Regions from separate parts of the Zea mays genome. Here region 1 is linked to region 2. The links are chromatin contacts, called in public Hi-C maps. All regions are on one chromosome and are shown on one strand. The core of a region is the stretch at or near the end of the contact, and the rest is flanking DNA. Distances in the headings are between cores, read along the strand shown. Region 1 has its middle 40 kb from the start of LOC103646553. Region 2 has its middle 150 kb from the start of LOC103646552.

The links. A called contact is a pair of places that touch in the nucleus more often than the background predicts.
Region 1: a contact with region 2 is called in a Hi-C map of bundle sheath, with 2.6 times the contacts expected there. The contact joins two enhancer-like sites. A contact is called at or near these places in 2 of 25 Hi-C or Micro-C datasets (bundle sheath and endosperm).

The regions. Positions count from the first base shown.
Region 1 is chr2:68,459,677-68,464,791 of Zm-B73-REFERENCE-NAM-5.0, reverse strand. It overlaps the pseudogene LOC103648708. Among protein-coding and RNA genes, the nearest start is that of LOC103646553, 40 kb to the left of the region's middle. Within about 2 kb of position 2,876, at least 17 of the 20 cell types and tissues checked have an H3K27ac peak or open chromatin away from gene starts, as enhancers often do. A contact at or near this core is called in bundle sheath, where this site is marked.
Region 2 is chr2:68,315,426-68,320,607 of Zm-B73-REFERENCE-NAM-5.0, reverse strand. No RefSeq gene overlaps it. Among protein-coding and RNA genes, the nearest start is that of LOC103646552, 150 kb to the right of the region's middle. Within about 2 kb of position 2,382, at least 19 of the 20 cell types and tissues checked have an H3K27ac peak or open chromatin away from gene starts, as enhancers often do. A contact at or near this core is called in bundle sheath, where this site is marked.

The sequences.
Region 1 (5,115 bases), core at 1,627-4,126, 140 kb before region 2:
GGGAGGAGGTGTTGATCTACCCACATGAATTCATCGAAGAAGGGCTGTAGCTAATCCGGAACTAGAAATCAATCCTTCTCCGAATCCCCCGCCTACTGATGATGTGTCTGCTGCTCAAATGCGACTACTACAACAAATGGCCAACACGATGATAGAAATGCAAGTACAGATCCATCAAGAACGTCAAGAAATGCGTCAAGAACGTCAAGAAATGTGTCAAGAGCGACAGGAACGACAACAACTACCACCTCCACCACCACCAGCTCTGCCCAGGGACAAGCATAAGAAGTTTATGAGTCACAAGCCACCTATATTCTCTAATCCTCAGACCCACTACAGGCTGACGACTAGTTAAAGTCCGTGGAAAAGATGCTCAATATAGCTTAGTGCACCAACAGGGAGAAAGTGCTATATGCATCGAGTCGCCTCACTGGCCCCGCTACGGATTGGTGGGATGCATACTGCGCAGCACATGCTGCTGCTCACACCATTACATGGGCAGAATTCTCCAACAACTTCAGAAACTACCACATTCCTGCTGGTCTCATGAAGATTAAGAAGGAGGAGTTCCTATATATCAAGCAGGGAGGCATGTCAGTAAGCGAATATAAAGACAAATTCATCTAGCTATCCCGATATGCTCCTGGGGAAGTGTATGATGATGAGAAAAAGCAGGAGTTATTTCTAGAAGGATTGATCGGGCCACTTCAATACCAACTAATGTCCCACACATTCCTGTCCTTCTAGAGACTGCTAAACAAGGTTATCGCTCTAGAACACAAGAGAGTTGAGCTAGGAGAGAAAAGAAGGGATACTAACCAGGGACAGGCTGGAATAGTACCCGTTCCCGTTATGCTGCATCTCAAGGCACACCAGCTCATGACAGTTCTGGGCAACAGACTCAGCAGACCCAATCTGCTCCTCCTCAAGGAAACACCCCAGTAGAACCAGTTGCTCCTAATACATCCACAAACAGGTCATGCTTCAAATGTGGATAGACCGGTCATTATGCCAACTACTGTCCCAACAGGGCTGCTTATACCACTCTAGCTCTGATGAAGCAAGGTCAGGCCTCAGGAGGAAAGAGTCATGCCTTATCCGTCAATCGAGGTCAGGTCAACCATGTGGAAGCAGAAACTAAACCTAGCGAACCCGAAAACCCGGAAGAGGTGCCGGCTGATGGTGAAGAAGCCAGTGAAGAGGACAATGAGCAACGAGATTAGAGTGTATATATATATATATATATGTATATATATATATATATATATTAGGAGATAGTATTTGTAAAGACCTAAATAAAGCCTTAAGTAGTAGTTAGTAATTTATTGTTTTAGGAATAGTAATAAGGTCTATTTGAACCTATGTTTTAATAATAAGTTATGCATCGTGCTGAGATTGTTGATTGTGCATATGTTTTGAGACAAGATTGGGATACATCCTTTTCTTACTAATCTCGAGGTCGAGATTATTTTAAGGGGGTAGGATTTGTAAAGCCCAAAATTTGTATAAGGGAAAATAATAAAATAAATAAATATATTTATAAGTGGGTGTTTTGGGATTATGGAACCTTTGGAGATTATTTGGTTTTCTTTTCTTTGTGCATATTCAATTAAAGGAATTATATTGGTTAAATAACAAATAAATAAACATAGAAATATGCATCTCATGCTGAAGTCCTTGTGTTTTTGCATTTGTATTCAAATTTGAGAGACAAGTAAGTTAGGAAATTAGAGTTTGAAAATGAAAATAGAAAAGAGAAGAGAAGAAAAAAAAAGAAAAGAATACATATTATAAGGAAAATAATAATATTGATATATGCATAACTACATCCCTACATGCTGGTACTTTTAATTGATCATTTAATATGTGTGTGAACCTCTCAAACAAATTTGAGTTCAAATCCTAAATTGTAAATTTACAAAAGAATTCAAATCAACATAAATAAATAAAAGAGAAAATGCAGCTTAGGCCGGATCTTCCCTAGTTCTTGGGCCAAAACCCAAGCGTGCGGCCCATGGACGATTCCCAGGCGCCGACAATGTGGCCCCGCCCGCCAGTGGCCCGCGCGCGCCTCATAGCTCGGGTGCCACAGACATATGGGCCACTACGCTCCTTTCCCTGCCGCGTGTCGTTGGCCTGGCTGGCATGTGGGCCCGGTGGACCAGAACCATCCTCTCCGAGGAAATCACGCGCGCGGGTTAAATTCCGCCGCGGGCGCTGCGGCGGCCGCTGCAACCGTCTCCTGCGGGTAGCGCGGGCTGCATCTTACGTCTGCCACCATCGCGACTACAAATGGCGACCCCTCTGCCGCGTCTTGCATCCACCGCCTTCGATAGCCGCTTTACCCACACCGACGCTCGCCGCTGTGGTCGGCTGGGTGAAAGGATCCCCACCGTCATCGACATACCGCGATGTTCGGAGCTCTGAGTTGTCCTGGAAGCATCGTCGTGCCAAGAGGAAGGAGTAGGCCCGCAATTGAGTCGTTCCATGGGCGAGGGAAGTACGAGAATTTCTCGCCGGGGCTCGCGCCCAGCCGCTCACCCGCGCCTCGCCGTGGTCCGGTCTCTGCGCGCCATTGCCGTCGGTAGGTGTTCCTCCCGCTCGCTCCCCATAACCTTGTAGTGGTGTAGCGTGCGTAGACTCGAAGGTTCTCGACTTGTATCACAGAATTGCGTTTCTCTGGCGATGGCGCTGCCGTGCTAGGGCTCTGCACCACCGCATACCTGCGTCGTGGGGGTCGGCGCTCATGGACCGTTAGATCGTAGAGTGACGACTCAGATTGGGGGAGCTAACGATTCGTCCTGATGCAATCCGAGTCGTTGATCTGCGTATGCACGGTAGTAATCAGATCGCGCGGTGGTTGATGCTCAGCCGTAGATGTCGAATCCGTCGGTAGTAGGCGCACACCGATTCATAACGTTGGGGTTCTAATCTGATCCATCAGTGATGGATCGGACGGCTCGGATCCTAGCATACCCCTTCGGCCAGCTGATAATGCAAAAGAAACCCTGAAACACATGGAAATCAACTTGCCATCCGGATTAAGGTTAAAATCATAACTATGAGGTCCTGAAATTCACAGATTAGACCCTAGGATTCATGGAAATAGTGTCCCCAGCTCCTGAACCTTTGTATATTAATAAAACTAATTTGAAAATTGATGTTTATAGCCAAAGTAATACTAAAACCTTAGAAAATGCATAACTAATTCATTTTAACTCCTTTTTGACCCATTCCAGTTGCATTAAATTTACATTAATATTTTTTATCATCTATGTCAAACTCGGGTTTTGGAGCACCAAGACCCGGGCGCGAACGTAATCACCAGGTGTGCTGGGACCAAGTCTCACACATATGATGAATCATGGTACAGAAACGAATGTCACATCTTTACTATATAATAGGAGTTCTGTACAAAATAAATAAATAATTACATCGTAAGGAGACAACGATCTAGCAAGCCAAAGTTGACTAGGAGACGACGGCCTAGACCACTCACGATCTCATCACAGCACCCTTCATGCGCCTCTTCTTGTGGTACATGTTCTTGACCTGTGGGGGTGTGAGACAACAAGAGTGAGCTCACATACGTTCATCGCTCAACAAGTTGTGGGGAATAATGTGCATGAACTCACCAAAGGTGGGAGCTCATGTGAAGTGTAAAGCTTACCAAAGAGGATGGTTAAAGCGGAGCATTGTTTTTAAAGTTGGTCAAAATTTTATTACCAGTTGCTAAGTGTAAGTATATACCAACCCAAATAAGTAGTAGATCAAAATTTGATAACAACACCCTCGATGCAATGCATATGACAAATTGAATTTAGATCCATAAATTACTCATGTGAGTGTCCGAGCCATTCATGACCGTGAGCACAGCTGATATACAGTTTTACACTCTGCAGAGGTTGCACATCTTTACCCACAAGTCATGTTACTCATCTGCCAAGGGATCGCGACTTCCCATACACCTCTACCAAAGAAGCGAAGCAGGGTAACACTACGAGGCTTTTACAAAGTTCCACTAGCTTCAGAAAACCCGCTATAGTTTCTAGGAAGCTCCAATGCAGGGATCCCTTGCCTGACCGCCATCACAGAAAAATCAACCTAAGAACCTGCCTACACTGACCACTCCTCTACTGCTCTTGCCTCTTTCGGGTAAGGTAGTCATCCATTAGCTTTCCTAATTAGTCAGCCAAGGGCGTCCCATACTGAAAGTTGCCTAGGGGGGGGTGAATAGGGCGAATCTAAAATTTACAAACTTTAAGCACAACTACAAGCCGGTGTTAGCGTTAGAGTTAAATTCGAGTCCGAAAGAGAGGGTGGAAAACAAATCACAAGCAAATGAAGAGTGAGACACGATGATTTGTTTTACCGAGGTTCGGTTCTTGCAAACCTACTCCCCGTTGAGGTGGTCACAAAGATCGGGTCTCTTTCAACCCTTTCCCTCTCTCAAACGGTCACTTAGACTGAGTGAGCTTCTCTTCTCAATCAAACGGGACACTAAGTCCCCACAAGGACCACCACACAATTGGTCTCTTGTCTTGGTTACAATTGAGTTGGAATCAAGAAAGAATGAAGAAGAAAAGCAATCCAAGCGCAAGAGCTCAAATGAACACAAGTATCTCTCTCTCACTAGTCACTATTTGATTAGAATTGTCTTTGGACTTGGGAGAGGATTTGATCTCTTTGGTTGTGTCTTGTATTGAATGTTATAGCTCTTGTATGAGGTGTGAAGGCTGAAAACTTGGATGCATTGAAGTGTGGTGGTTGGGGGGTATTTATAGCCCCAACCACCAAAAGAACCGTTGGTGAGGGCTTCTGTCGCATGGCGCACCGGACAGTCCGGTGCGCCACCGGACACTGTCCGGTGCGCCAGCCACGTCACTCGGCCATTGGATTCTGACCATTGGAGCTTCTGACATCTGGGCCACCGGACAGTCCGGTGGTGCACCGGACAGTCACTGTTCACTGTCCGGTGTGCCTTCTGGCTCTGCTCTGACTTCTGCGCGCATTGTAACGCATTAACTGCTGTTGCAGATGACCGTTGGCGCTGTAGTAGCCGTTACTCCGCTGGCGCACCGGACAGTCCGGTGCTACACCGGACAGTCCGGTGAA
Region 2 (5,182 bases), core at 1,133-3,632:
AGATAAAAGCTAGAGTTAAGAATAAGAGCCTTTTCTCCTTTTGTTATATGATTTTCTTTCAAATTGCTCTTCAAGTAACCTATCTTGATACTATTATGAGCTTGGATGGGTTGCCGCCAAGTGCCCTTCTTCCATGATTGTTTCTTAGGGGCTTATACTTGGCGTTACCTTTTCTTGATACATCATTGTTTGAAGGTCATCTTCTTGACGATGTACCTAGCTTGAACTTGGGTGCACCTAGCTTATCAAGGTTAGTCGCACAAGCATTCATATCATATCTTAACAAATGAGGACAAGTTATGCATGGAATTTACAACTTAGTGATCCAATTCAGTGTGAAGCATATGGATACCGATTAAAGTAGATTTTTAAGATATCAATATATAGGTTTCCAAACTTTAGAGAGTATGGATCACTAATTGCACCTTTTATAGTTTAAAAATCATATCCATGTTAATGCATATGTATGTGATGAATATTAACAAAAAGGACTCTTATGCACTTTTAGATTTAACGGTAAGGGAATTTTAAACTGCATCAAGAGTAGCTATTTAGAAAACAAAGATTACAATCGATATTAATGAGATACAAATTTACCATTTAGGATTGTCTTAGTATAGCGTACTCAATGGAAACTTATTCTCTACGACACAAGATATATATAATGTTCTCCCACTAGATATGTGCATCAAGTATTTGAATGACTTGCCACATGCACTTTCAATTCAGTTAAGAGTCTCATGAGGAGTACATTACATATATTGAACAAGCCATGATAAATTTGTAATGAATTAACTTATGCCTAAGAATACTTACCACCGTATAGAATGTACCATTTATTATACCAATTTGAAAGATCTTACTATCTGTGGTGGTGTCATCTTAGTATTCTTCTTTTCATCATTTGTGGAGACTTCCTTCTTTGTTATCTCTTTTCCTTTTAAAACTAGTCAAAAACGCACTTTGAAAAGAGGTATAGTAGTACAAGGAAGTATTTAATTGTAAACCCTGGTGAAGAGTACTAATGACCTTTTTCATTGAAGTTAATAAAGTGCTCTTTTGATGAGATGATGTAAGCATGAGACACATTTTATTTCAAATAAATACCAAATAAAAACACAACAACCTATGCATCATGCTGGACTTCTTCTTGTTTGTGCATCAAACACAAAATTATAATTAAGGCAAGTCTAGCTTTGAATTCAAAATTAGAGCACTAAATAAAATGGGAGAAATAGAGTTAAAGAATGGAGGATAGCCAATAAGTATAATAATAAATAAGTAATAATTATTTCAAAAAGGATATAGTGTCATTCATAGTAGAATTTTATTTGATACATGAAAGTATGAAGTTCAAACTAGCAACTCAAATTCATTTGAACACTAGAATTTGGAAAATAGGAAAGAAATTATAAAAGGGAAAAGAGTTATACCCGCACATGGGCCCCAGACCTGATTTCGACCCAAACCCTCATCCCCTCCCCGTGCAGCCCAGCCGCAGACCCTGCGCGCTAGCCTGTGGACCCTCCTGTCAGCCGCACATAGCTCGCACGCGCGTGTTCGAGGTTGGCTCGCCGACGGGTGGGCCTAAGATTCTGTATCTCATCCCACACCTACTCCACCGCTTGCACCACTGACTGGACGGTGGGCTCGGCGAGCCAGGATCTCCCCCTCTGTCGGCATCGCGCCGCAATGGAATGGCGAGCTTCCCGGCATGGGCGAACCCCCGGAGACCGACTTCAGCAGGCATATAATAAACCCCTGGCCCTCGCGCCGTTAGCCTAGTCGCCTTCGTGTCCCTTGCGTGAGCCGCATGTGCAGAGAGTTTTGTGTCGCCGTTATTGCGAGGGTGAGAATAGCAGCCGCCGTCCAAAACCCCGGTGCGCCGACACTAGGCCTGTTCAAGTGCCCGCAGGGTGTCGCGGGTGCGCAGTGGTGACTTTTGCGCCAACGTCGGGTGACCTAAGAGTTCGGTTTGGGCGCAATTTCTCGTCGGCATTGTTATTGCACGCCGGAGCCGCCGCGCGTCATCGCTGGGGCTCTCTACTTTATAATATGCGGTATGGTTTCCCCCTCTCGTTTTGTTTACTCTGCAATTTGGATTTTCATCGGGCGGGGATGGAGAATTGCGCTCGGGAATGAACTCTGGTGAGGTCCGGCAATGGCGCCGCCGTCCTTAGCCTGTGCGCCGCCGACGTTCTATGAGTGAATTGGGCGCGCTGGGCTGGCCGTTCGATTAGATTTGGACATTCACCAATGGGGCGCATGATACAGTTTCGATACATCAAATCACCACCGTAGGATGGTAATCTGAGGGTAGATAGTGTGTGCTCATGCGCGATTAAACGAGGGCCGTGCGATTTAGATCCAAGAGCTCTCGGGTGCGTACCATTTCGCGGAGACACTGATCTAATCTGACGCGTAGATTGCGGATCGTGCGGTCAACATTAACTCATACCCCTTCGCGATGAATAGTTTGCTTAAGAGCCCCTGGCCTTTAGGGAAACTAACCCGCAGTCCACCACGGATTGAGCTGAGTCTGGGAGATTTTATGAGTTAGCCCCCAAGCTCCCTGATTATTGTGCGCGCAGTTCAGAGCTATGAGAAAATAGGAAAATGAATTAGAAAATGGAATTATAATGCAAAAAGAATTCTAGAACTTATTTAATTCATAGAAAATTCATTTTAGCTCTTTTTTAATCCATTCTAGTTGCAATAATTTTGTATTAATATTGTTTATCACCTGGTAACTCTGGTTAGTCATGAAACATAGAGTAAATTTGTTCATTTGGGTTAATCTATATCAATCACCTAATAACTTCAGAAATTCGTAACTCGATAACCATAACTCCGAATTTAGTGATTCTTGTTCCTACGATCTCGTTATGACACATAGATTTTATCATGCATTCTATTCTGTTATTTGGTGTGTTGTTAATTTCTCCTATATCATGTTTGTTTGTATTGTTGCGAGTAGACGAGCAAGCCACTGAGGACTCAGGTGTTCAGGAGGTGGAGACTGCTAAGCAGGAGCTCGTTGAAGGCAAGTTGTGCCCTTTATCACTTATATTTACCCAATAATGTTCATGTTAATCATTATGAACTGCATAGGTTAATTTTGATGGGACCTAATATGTCATCCTAGTTTGGCTATCTTTATACCTTGTTTACCACTAAACTTTTGGGTAGTACCTGCTATTGCTTTATGTGGTTTTGGGTATTGAGATACAAATTATTCATGATCTTGCTTCTATTATCAGTTTGTTATTTATTGTTCATGATAAGATCATTATGTTAATTAGAAGATGAGGCGACCACCCGAGAAAACAGTGCTACCACAATGGTGGTATGGGACGCCCTTGGCTGACTAATTAGGAAAGCTAGTGGAGGACTACATTACCCAAAATGGGCAAGGGCGGTAGGGGAGTGGTCGGTGTAGGGAGGTCCTCGGGTTGATTTTGCTGCGACGGCGGTCAGACGGGGGATCCCTGCATTGCGCTTCCTAGACTGTAGCGGGTTTTCTGAAGCTAGTGGAACATTGTAAAGGCCTCGTAGTGTTACCCTGCCTCGCTTCCTTGGTAGAGGTGTATGGGATTCATGACCCTAGGCAGATGGGTAACATGACTTGTGGGTAAATATGCGCAACCTCTACAGAGTGTAAAACTGCTATATCAGCTGTGCTCACGGTCATGAGCGACTCGGACCCTCACATGAGTAACTTATGGAATTAAATTTATTTGGTCATTTGCTTCGCATTGTGGTTTATTATTAATTTTGATCTATTATCACTCTGGTTTGGTATATACTTACATATAGTAACTGCTAATAAAATTTGACCAACTTATTAAAAGCAATGCTCAGCTTTAATCATTATTTGTTGATCAGCCTTACACTTCACATGAGCTCTCACCTTTTGTGAGTTCATGCACATTATTCCCCATAACTTGTTGAGCTATGATCTTTTGTGAGCTCACTCTTGGGATATATAAACCCCCCAGAGGTGAAGAGCAGGTGGTCCAAGAGGAGCCCTACAATAAGGAATGTGAGCTTATCTAGGTGGCGTCTCCCAGTCAGCTTGATAGCGCCAATGAATAATTATTTAGTTTGTTTTATTGTTATCATTTATTTTTGTAACACTTCCGCTATGTAATAATGATACTTGTGACATTTATCTCTATACACTTTGTCATTATATATGATGTTCTTCTTTGGCGCACATATGAGACGCACCCGACTTTATCCCTTAAATCCGGGTGTGACAGAAGTGGTATCAGAGAAAATGTTGAATGTAGGACGAAACCTAGATAGAACTGGACAAAATCCTTACCTACTTACCTTACTCTGATTCTTTCTATACTTTTCTTGATCCTGTCTCACCTTTTGTTGTTCTACTCTGACTACTCTTATCTATTCTACTCTAGAAAGACAAGGAGGATTTCACACCTTGGAATCCTACATTTATGGCCCTTTAAAGAGATAGGAGACCTAAGACAAAATTAAAATTATTTTCTCTACCTGAAGTGATTGGATGTTTGTGCTGATGGTAAATGCTTGATTTGCTTCTTTGATTGATTGAAATAGTATAGCAGGGCATTCTAGCATGTACCACCATAAGGTAATGAATTAGTATTAGTAGGTGACACACTAATCCACTTAGCTAATAAAACCCCCAAAAGATTATGTCTCGTAATTACTCGTCTTATCTACAATTTTATCTTACCATGTATTTCTAACCTAGATGGTCAATACCAGGAAGGGAGACAGAATTGATCTACCTGCCAACCCCCACAACAGGAGGATAGTTAGACAACTGCAACCAGAAATGAATCCTCCGAATCCTCCACCAGCTGGGACAGATCCAGTGGTTGCCGCTCAAATGCAGATGCTACAGCAGATGGCAAACACAATGAATGAGATGCAGGCTCAAATGAGGCAAGAACGCCAGGAGTTGCGTCAGTAAAGGAAGGAGATGCGAGAGGAAATGAGGCAAGAACGAATGGTGCGGCAGCAACAACCACCAATGCCTCCTCCACCACCACCACCAACTCTACCCCGGGACAAGCACCGGGAGTTCATGAGTCACAAGCCACCTACGTTCGGCAGCTCTCCAGATCCGTTACATGATGAGGATTGGTTGAAATCAGTGGAGAAGATGTTTAATATCGCCCAATGCTCTGACCGG